Regions from separate parts of the Mus musculus genome. Here all the other regions are linked to region 1. A link is a contact called in public HiChIP or PLAC-seq and promoter capture Hi-C data. All regions are on one chromosome and are shown on one strand. The core of a region is the stretch at or near the end of the contact, and the rest is flanking DNA. Distances in the headings are between cores, read along the strand shown.

What was found. Promoter capture Hi-C pulls out the DNA fragments that hold promoters and counts their contacts. HiChIP or PLAC-seq counts read pairs in DNA pulled down with a chosen protein or histone mark.
Region 2: a contact with region 1 is called in a promoter capture Hi-C map of the HPC-7 cell line. The contact joins the promoter of Stim2 here to the enhancer-like site in region 1. A contact is called at or near these places in 2 of 39 promoter capture datasets (the C10 cell line and the HPC-7 cell line) and 3 of 115 datasets of contacts at active chromatin or transcription factors (CD8 T cells, bone marrow-derived macrophages and pancreatic cancer cells).
Region 3: a BATF HiChIP or PLAC-seq map of CD8 T cells shows a contact between it and region 1, with 5 read pairs. The contact joins two enhancer-like sites. A contact is called at or near these places in 3 of 115 datasets of contacts at active chromatin or transcription factors (CD8 T cells, embryonic stem cells and memory CD8 T cells).

Annotation. Positions count from the first base shown.
Region 1 is chr5:53,419,824-53,422,957 of GRCm38.p6, reverse strand. No RefSeq gene overlaps it. Among named protein-coding and RNA genes, the nearest start is that of Gm40304, 130 kb to the left of the region's middle. Within about 2 kb of position 1,352, at least 42 of the 459 cell types and tissues checked have an H3K27ac peak or open chromatin away from gene starts, as enhancers often do. A contact at or near this core is called in CD8 T cells, the HPC-7 cell line and memory CD8 T cells, where this site is marked.
Region 2 is chr5:53,996,710-54,000,114 of GRCm38.p6, reverse strand. It overlaps Stim2 (stromal interaction molecule 2), which reads right to left and starts at 1,592. Exons shown (of 12, transcript NM_001081103.2): 1 at 1,081-1,592. The coding sequence starts at 1,231.
Region 3 is chr5:54,099,814-54,102,899 of GRCm38.p6, reverse strand. Stim2 (stromal interaction molecule 2) reads right to left here. Exons shown (of 12, transcript NM_001081103.2): 4 at 214-325. Among named protein-coding and RNA genes, the nearest start is that of Stim2, 100 kb to the right of the region's middle. Within about 2 kb of position 1,704, at least 162 of the 459 cell types and tissues checked have an H3K27ac peak or open chromatin away from gene starts, as enhancers often do. A contact at or near this core is called in CD8 T cells and memory CD8 T cells, where this site is marked.

The DNA of each region.
Region 1 (3,134 bases), core at 103-2,602:
CATCTCACGGCACAGTGCACAATGATAGCGACCCTGAGAGGCACCCCAGAGCTTCCAACTATGTTACCACAAGTCCCTGTCCCCCCCAGATCTGCAGTGTTCTCTCCACTTGCATGCTCACACACATCCTCCCACTATAGAGACAGTGCAGCTGGTGGGTTATTCTCCCTGCCTCATTTTGATACTCCAAGGAGAACGCTGATATTATATATTAGGATTGCGGAGTGAGGTTGGGGGAGGGGGAGCAGGTAGTCATGAGAGACATAAGATTTATCTTCCTAATTTCTTTTGTTTCTCCAAAGGAAAAGTTTGGTAACTCCAACTAAGATCTTTCCTGATGGTGAGAACATCGCTTAACTCTCTAGCTTGCTCCTTCTTTGTGCCTGGGAAGAAAAGGACACTGTCGTGAGCTCATAGGATGGTTCAGTGGATAAAGGGGCTTGCTGCCAAGCCTGACAACCTAGTTTGATCCCTGGGTCCCACATGGTAGAGAGAGACAGCAAATTGTCCTCTGGCCTCAACATGTGTGTCATGGCCAAGTGTGTGCCCATGTATGTACACACATATGTAAAGAAGTGCAACAACACTTTGAAGTGTCCCATAAAGCAAAGACAAAAGTATAAATTAGAAATAGCAAAGAAGCCAAAGCAGATAACATCCTCCAATATCAATGAACAGGAACAAAAGAAAGCTTGAAAATGCTGGCCATTTGGAAGAGGGATATCGAAGGTCTTGGCATGTACATTTTGCCTTTGCAATGCCTTAAGTGATAAATATTTGTCCTCTTAGCCCCTGCAAGTGAAGGACTAGACATCCTTTGAGGAGATAATCTGTACTTACTAGCCCTGACTTCCAACTCCCCTCTTTTAGTTGCTATCCTGGTTAATGTTGGGTATGTCTATGGGTCTCTCTCTTCTGAATGGGGTAAACATCTGCAATGACGAATGTTGGGTAGCTCTGGCTCCTTAGAGTCTCAGGAGGGACCTAGCACATTATTGAATACATTCTACCAAAGATCTGCACCATAGGCTCTGGGCTAGGAATAATACTGTTAATGTGGTTTAGGTGCTGGCTGTGAGAGCCAACGTTTTGTTTGATACACTAGAATATTTAACTGATATTCACACACTAGATTTTTGCTTTAGCCTTGAGAACAAAGTATAACTGTCACACCTAGAAACATTTGAACTTGAATATTAATCCTAGAAGGCTCTTCAGCATCTTCCAGGATGTCCCCTCTAGAACAGAGGAGGAGGAGACTCTGAAGTAACACACTGCTATAGTTGCTTAATGACACATGGCTCATCTGAACACCCAGCATTACACCCCTCACCCCACACACCACCACCATCATATCTACATGCCCCAGCTTCCTCCAGAACCTCACGAACCAACCACAGCTGCAGCCACACGCCAGCCCTAAGGTACCCATTTACAAAAAGTCCAACCTGGAGGTGGAGTGGAAAGTATTGAAGCGCTAATGTAAAACTCCCCTTGACCTCATGGCCTCATTTATCAAATGTCCTATTACTTTCATTTCCTTTAGAGATAACTTGATGGCAGGATGTCTGCGCCTGCTGTCTCCTCCTGTTGTCACTGTCTAGCAAGTCAAGGGCCCTGCTAGAAGTCTCTTTAACCCCAGACATTGGCTTTGGTGGCCACTGCTTTGCTGACACTGTTTACCAATGGCCACCAATGGAGTCACTTTATTAAAGATGAGGGTGGATTGCCACTATGTTTGTTCATCATCTTTCTGGGGTCCTCGGAGACTTCTGATGCTGTGAGTGAGTTTCTTCTTGTTTTGAAGCAAGCATCCTCCACTTTCATGTGCACTTGCTATTGCTAGGTGCCTTCCTCTTTCTCTGGCTCCTTTTGCCATCTCTGCTATCCATATAGCTACCTAAGATTCTTAAGTCTCCCTAGAGTTTCTCTTATCTTCTGTTTTAGTCCCCTGTTGCCACAACAAACCAACCAAAACTTTGTGGTTTCAAACTGCAACAAATTCTTGTCCCTAAGATCCTGTGGCTTAATTAAGTGCTCATGTGTCTGTGGTATTGGCGAGGGAGTCAGGGTGGGGATGGTAGTGGTGGTGGATGGTTGTTCAGAAATAGCCTTACTAACATGGCTGGACATTAGTTCTAGCCACTGGCTGGGAGCTCAGGTTGAACTGACAGTTGATGGCCTGAGCCTCCCTTCAAGAGATCTTAAGCAATCTCCCCATTCTGCTTCTTGAAAATGGGCCTGTGCTTTACCAGTGCTCCCAAGGATAAAGCTGCCAGTGCTCATCAGGCAGAGGGATTCAAAACTTCCGGATGCCCCTGCTTGGTCAAGACAAGCACACAAGGAAGAGAGCTACATCTTTATGAGGTGGCATTTCAGGCAGAGAGAGGGAATGGGTGGCAGACACAGGTGATAATCTGTCATGGTTACCCTTCTGCCTTTGACAGTGGTTAGCACTCGCACCTGCCCAAATCCTCATTCCATGATGGAATCAGCTCCAAGTCGTCACTATAATATAGCAGTCTCTCCTCTACTCCCTAATACTGTTTCTCAGCAGTTGCTTCTGTGTGGTTGCTAAAGGAGGAGGCATCATGATCCCTCTGGGTCAAGATGGCAAGTTATATCACAAACGAAGAACCTGTTGTGGGAGAGGATGCAGAAGAAAGCCATAAAGTCGAGAGCACACAGGACGGGCAAGCACCACTGTTGTGAGCAATTCTGGAATTCCACTGGGCACATGTTACCATTTTGCCCTGACGCCTGGGCCAGAGAATGTCCCTGGATTGGTTGTGTGTTTCTGCTTCTTGTGAGTAGTTTTCCATGGCTCTTGGCAATTCCTTGAGGATTCCTGGCTTTTCCTTCTGAATCCTCCTTCCTTTCCTGTAAGAAATACCCTGTGAGCTGGGTGTGGTGGTGCATGCCTGTCATCTTAGAACTCAGAAGGCAGAGACAGGAGAATCACTGCAATGCATGGCCAGCCTGCTCTTAATAGCACATTCCAGCAAGAGCTACATAGTAAGACCCTGTCTCAAGAAGCCCCAATCCAAACCAAACTGACAAAGCCAAATGTCCGTTGTGTTTAGTTGAGGTGCTCTCTTAGGCTTCTTTCTGCTTGGAGGATGTTCGAGGTCTTG
Region 2 (3,405 bases), core at 343-2,842, 580 kb before region 1:
CTGTCTGCAACAGGAAATAGCCTGTCACAGAACTCAGAGGAAAGCTGCTATGATCTAAAGACTCCTGAACACTTTGCTGAGCAGCTGTTAGTAACTCCCAGACGCCTGTTGGGCTACCACTGCAGTTAAATTAACAGTGAATCATCTTATTCCTCTTTAATCCTGCTGTTCTTCCAGAAAACCTAGAGATCTACCTTAAAAATAAACACAGCAGCAAGAAAAATAAGTTACTCTACCTCCAGCACTGTGCCCCAGGAAATCATTTCAGGACCTTTACATCACTGCTTAAACCACACCAGATCAGTTATATAAGACAACGAAGGCTGTAAAAGCATACAATTTTCTACTTAACCTTACCAAACATATTTGCAAGTTTTCAGTAAGTGCTAGAACGTTCTGTGTTTAAAAAAGGTACTGGTGCACTCCATCAGAACTATGCTGCCCAAATCCACGTCACAAATATCCTGCACTTGGTAAATTGTAGGTGTGTTTCTGGTTACCTGCTGCGCTTTCTGCACCCTTTGTCACCCAGTGATGCTCTCAAACAGCATATACTTTCCATCCCTTAAAGCGTCCTCGTACCCCCACAAAAACACACCAGACTTTGACGTTTCTTCATACTAACACAGAACCACTAGTGCCACTAGGTGCTGTGGCTCTCAAAGAATCTCTTCAGCAGCTTCCCCTGGGACAGGGCGCTCAGCCCGGCTCTCGATCGGTAAGAAGCTGCCAGCCGCCTTTGCAAAGGCAACAGGGGCCAACTCCATACCGCATTGCTGCTGCTGCTGCCGCCGCCTACTTTCTTTGGCGGCTTTGGGAAGAGGGGAAATGAGCCCAGTCCCCTACAGACCCCACTGGTCCCTTCGGCAGCACGAAAGAGAAACCACTGCATTGCTCAGCTGGGAAGCTCGCAGGAGCCCACTAAGGGCGAAGAAAGCACAGTAGAGGCGCCAGTCGGTGGACTAGGAAGGCGTCCGAAGTGCGACGACCGGCGCCAAGGCAACCGCTAGGCGCCCTCTCGGGGGATGGGGTCCTGCCGGGAGTCCCGCCAAGCCTGCCCGTCGCCCGCACGGGCCTCACCTGTCAGCAGCGCCTGGCGCTCGCCCGCAGCCGCAGCCGAAGGAGACGCCGCCGCTCCGGCCGATCCCGACGCGCGCCGCCCGCGGAGGTGCCGGGGCACCAGATCGCATCCGTCCGCCACGCCGGCCACCAACAACCCGAAGAGCAGCATTGCTGCCCAGCGCCGCCGGAGAGGGCGGCCCGAGGCCCGGCCCGGTGCCACGGCGGGAGGAGCGCTCACAGGAGCCGCCGGCCACTCGCTCACCGCCAGCTGCCCGGGGCCCGGCCGCCTCGGAAGCGGACTCCCGCCGGGTGCTGACCCGCTCCCTTCACCGGCGGCCCGCGAAGCTCGGCTCGCCGCCGCGTTCATTGGTTCCGGTTATTTAAAAAAAAAAAAAAAAAAAAAAGTGGGGGAGCGCAGTGGTACGGCGTCTTCCGACCCAGCGCGACACCCGCGCAGCTGCCGCGGCGACACCGGGATCCGCTGCTCTGGCGCGGCCAAGCCCCAGCCCAGCGCCCGCGCCGCCGCCGCGGCGCATCCCCCCGCCCCCTCCGGCCCGCGCCCGCCGTAGTACCACGCTCGGCCGGGCCACCTCCCTCCCCTCACACACTCGCTCTCATACCAATCCCCCGCCTCCCTCAGCCCCGCCACGGCGCAGGCGCAACGCCGCGGCACTGCGCGTGCGTGGTCGTGGGCCCCGCCCCTAGGGGCGTTCCCAGACCGATAGGCGGGGCGTGGGACAGCCGCCCAGGCTGTGCTTCAGGAGCCAGAGAAGCTGAGCGGGAGGAAGGAGTGAGTCTCGCCCACGCCGTGATCTGATGATGGGCAGCCTGGAGACCTGGATAAAGCGTATCGACGTCGCAGATCCTCTGAGTGCTTTAACCCCGTGGGTCAAAAAAAACCTTGCAGTGGGAAACAGCGGCCTCCCCTAACTTGGATGTTGGTGGGGGTTACCGGTTGCCAGCTTTGTAGAAGCGGAGGGAAACCCAGCCTAGCTTTGTATTTACTTGACAAACATTTGGCAAAGCGCATACCTTGTGCCAGAGTGCTAGGAATTTCTCTAAGCAATTTACAGTGGCATAGTGTAACTCAATCTCATCGCCATTTTACATGTGACGAAACCCAAGCGCTGAAATGTTAAAATAGCTTAACCAACCCACCGGCCCATAGCTAATAAATGGACATGGCCCGATTTATCAACTACTGAATGGAAATGTTCGAATAATGTGCTCTAGCTTCTTACTATTTTCCATGCTGACACTGAAGGCAGTCACTGCCACTCATCTGCCAAACCACCACTTCTATAGACTGCCAGCTGAACAGGTTGCCCCAACTACAACATAGACTTGACCATTTTGCTTATCTGCAATGAAGCAGTTTTGTGGATGCTCTTGCAATTCTGCTCCAGATCCAATTGATCTAAAAGGGGAAAAGAACCGGAATCTATTTCTTCAAGTAGATGCTACCATTGCAATGGGACTATGTTGTTGTTATTGTTGTTGGCTGTTTTTTTATTTTGTTTCAATTGTGGTAGGAGTCCTCAGGATGTGACCCAGGTAAATGGCACTCAGAGGCAAGCTACATACCTCAGAGACCCATATCAAAGCATTTCTTCAGAAAACCTTTGAAATGTAAAAGGAGGTGTTGAACACACACACATATTTAAGAACTCGAAGCTAGGATTGTTAAGAACATAGGTCTGACTACTGTTGGATTTTGTTGTTGGCTTGCAGTTTAGATCAGTTTGTTCCAGAAGTCAAGAAGTCAAATACATAACAATTCCTTAGGAAGCTTGACCAAAAGAATGTCGGGTAGTGGAAGAGGAAGATGCACACTGCAGAAAAGAATCAGGAATAATAACAAGGCTAATCAACCACAATTATTTCTTGACATACTTCTTAGGGGCATTATGTTGGAGGGTGGGGCCGTTCCTTACCGGGCAACAGTAAGTTTCTATTTTGCTTGCTGAAAGGCAGTGAAGCCTTGTGTTTGCTGAGTAGACAGAACTGCTAGGCACCGGATAACCAGGAAGTAAATAAGTTCCTTTCCTACTCTACAGGAGGCATCATTTAATTCATCAGTATTTACTGAACATCTCATATACGCCGAGCAAAGTATTATACGGTGGGGTATTATATTCAGCAGACTAAGAAACACTTGGAAATGTCAAATAAGTCAGAACTTGAAGCTCTAAAATTGCTAACAGTCCTTTCCTAGGGAACTTTACCATCTTGGACAGGAGATACAATTTTTGTCTATTACCTTATAGATTCTTACACGGTTCTGACTCGGAATTAGTTCCTAACGTGGGTAGTACAAACTATGTTACAGCAATAACAATATAA
Region 3 (3,086 bases), core at 455-2,954, 680 kb before region 1:
TCTAACGCCACAAACACGCACGCACACATACATACAATACGTGTATACACAAAGAATACATACACAATAAAATAAGAAAAAGATAAAGTGCTTCAAACAGATATATTTATAGTATTTGGTTTCTCCCATCAGCCCCAGCAGTATCTTTCAGATTTAGAATTGAAAGGTTGCATCTACATCTCATTTCTCAACGCCCTCTGGGTGACCACTGACCTGGGGAGTGTTGTTCCCTTCACATTATTATCCCTAAAATTCTTCTCATATTGTGGCAGTTCAACAAATTCTATTAACCACTGCAGGGTATCCTCAAGTGTCCAATTGTGAACTGTAACACAGAAAAGAAGGTATAGTTTAAAGCACACTGCTTTCAAAACTAAGATCTGAACACATCTACATATGGGAGATTAAGTTTTCAATTAGATGTAATAAGTGGTAGTAAAATAGCATCTAGCATCCTATGGTAAGCTGAAAATAGTGAGGCCCACCCCTGTTTTCCCAAATGTGTACAATCTAAAACAGAAAAAAAGACATAAAACAATTAGACAGACTGCAGTAAAACTAATTCTAAAATAAGCATTAATACAGAGTTTTTAAAGGATGAAACAACCCATTTCCATGGGTGTAACACCTTACTAGATATAGACTTGATTGGCACTTTACCTAGCCCATTAATGCATCTAATCAGAGAACCACCCCGTGAGAGTCAGGCCACTGTAAGCACTACAGCATACAGCAGAGAACAGATGGGGAACTTGTTTACCCCTGTGAAACCTAGGTGCCCTGGGCAAAGATTCAGGGGGGGGGGCAACTTAGAAATGAAGAAAGATGGGGGAAGGAAACATTTAAATCATGCTAGTCATTAAAAAATGGGAGGGGGTAAATGAGTGTGTGTGTGTGTGTGTGTGTGTGTGTGTGTGTGTGTATGTGTGTGTGTGTGAGAGAGAGAGAGAGAGAGAGAGAGAGAGAGAGAGAGAGAGAGAGAGGATGTGAATGAGAATGAATTAGGTAAGTCCTCTGGCTTGACTACATCAACTAAAGCCTACAATAAAAGCCATAGAATTCTGAAGATCTGATGTAATCTTGCTGAGCTGTGTTTGGTCTGTATTGTATTGTATTTTAGGAAGAGGCAGAAAGTCAGAGAGGGACCACATTAGGAAAGACTGGATCTGAACACAGGCACACAAAGATAGAAGCTTACTCTATAGCACTTTGAGAGCAACAACCACGAGCAAAAGGATAAACAAGAAGAGACCATAAGAATTAAGTTGGAGGCTTTTCTCGGCTTGCTTGTGTAAAGGGTAAGCTGTTCCAACGGAAGGCTTGAGAAATGGAGAGCTGCATGCTGTCTACACTTAATGTGACGACTGGGGAAAACCACAGCAGAGGGCAAACGGGGCTGAAGACAAGGAGGAAGTGGTAGGTGCAGTGCTGCAGATCCATCTGTGCACAAAGGCTCTAGGAAAAGAGCATTCTCATAAATTATAGAAAATGCTAAATGCACATTTGCATGCAATGTTTTCACACTGCCCTTTTCAATGATCTTTAAAGAAAAAACAAGCAAAGTATAATTAACTAATAAAAACCTTTAAAAACTGTATTGCTAAGTGGCAATTTTATACTGAGACAAAGCTCTTATGTTCTCTTTCTGACACATCTCTACCCTCACACCTGTATATGGGCTGAGCCTGCTGGAGCCACAGAGACAAACAAGTGAGGCTACCAGCCAGCAGCCCAGCCCTAGGGGCCTTCCGCTGAACCTAATCCAGTCAAAGTAGCCTTGTTACACGAAGGCTTCTTCCTTCTGCGATGCATTACATGGAGAACTGCCCTGTCTGAATGCCAAGAAACCCACAGCACAGCTGCAGTGCACACACCCACACAAAACTCTCAGCCAGGAAAACAGGATAAGATTCTCTCTGCCTTTGGATTTTTCAATAGCAAAAAAACCAGTCTAAGCAACCCAACACATCAAGTTTCCAAGGAGACCAGATTCAAAGGAAGAAATGCAAAAAAGCGCACGAAACTGTCCAGTCCTAATACTACTCGACCTGAGTGGACAGCTGTGCTGGTCTAAAATAGCTTTGTTTGTAAAACCAATTCTCTTTTGAATGCATCTTTAAAACAATACCATCCTATCATAAGACAGAGTTACTTGAGGGAAAGAATTGGCTTTCCACTTGATGTCTGGGTTCCTTGCAAACAGCTTTTCTTCTCATTACCAGGACATGAGAAGTTTTGTATTAGCTCCCTCTGCTCCAAATACTCTGCTGGTCTTTCAACCCCTACGGTGGCTCCTTTTTATCCGTCCTCAAAGACCTGATATGAAACCGGTTTGAATCCTATCATCTTCTGTATTTTTGTTGAATCTTCCTTTCTTAGCTAAATTCAGTTCTTCATAAGAACTTTTTTCCCCACAGAATTTAATTAATTTCAATCATCTAGAAGAGAAGGAATTCTTTTAACATCTGCTTTTCCACTAAAGGATGTATAAGTTCCTTACTGAGCACTCATGCACAGTTTGCTGGGTGCCACTTAACTACTGAAGTAGATGAGACTTAAAGAGTGAGTACTGTTCAACCTAGGCTTGTTTGCATAGGAGATCCCCAGTGACAAAGAGCGACCTGAAGCCGCCCCATCCCTCTGCCTACCTGTCACTGACTTTGGAATTGCTTACCAAGTATTTTTGCTCAAAACTGTGCCAATTGCTATAGGCTGACATTTCGGTGATTTTCAGCACACTTGGGAATGGAAAGAGACCGTTGCCAAGAGGTGTACCTGAGTCACAGAGCCACCGTAGCTCTTTAACTCAGGCTAAGTTTTTGAATAAACAGAGTAATAAACTGAGCTACTTTAAAATTCTGTCTTTCTGATTCCGTTATAACAAAAAAGGGCTGTTGTCTAAAGCACTGTAAACTGAACAACCAGCCCGGAACATTTCATTACAGAATGCTGACAGGGAAGATCGAATTCTAAAAATGGCTAGGACACCAATAAAAACTGTTGCTAACATTAACTATGTACTACATACCAGATTTATGAATGTTATTTCATGTGGACACTGTAGCAGCTCTGAAAGCAGTACATTT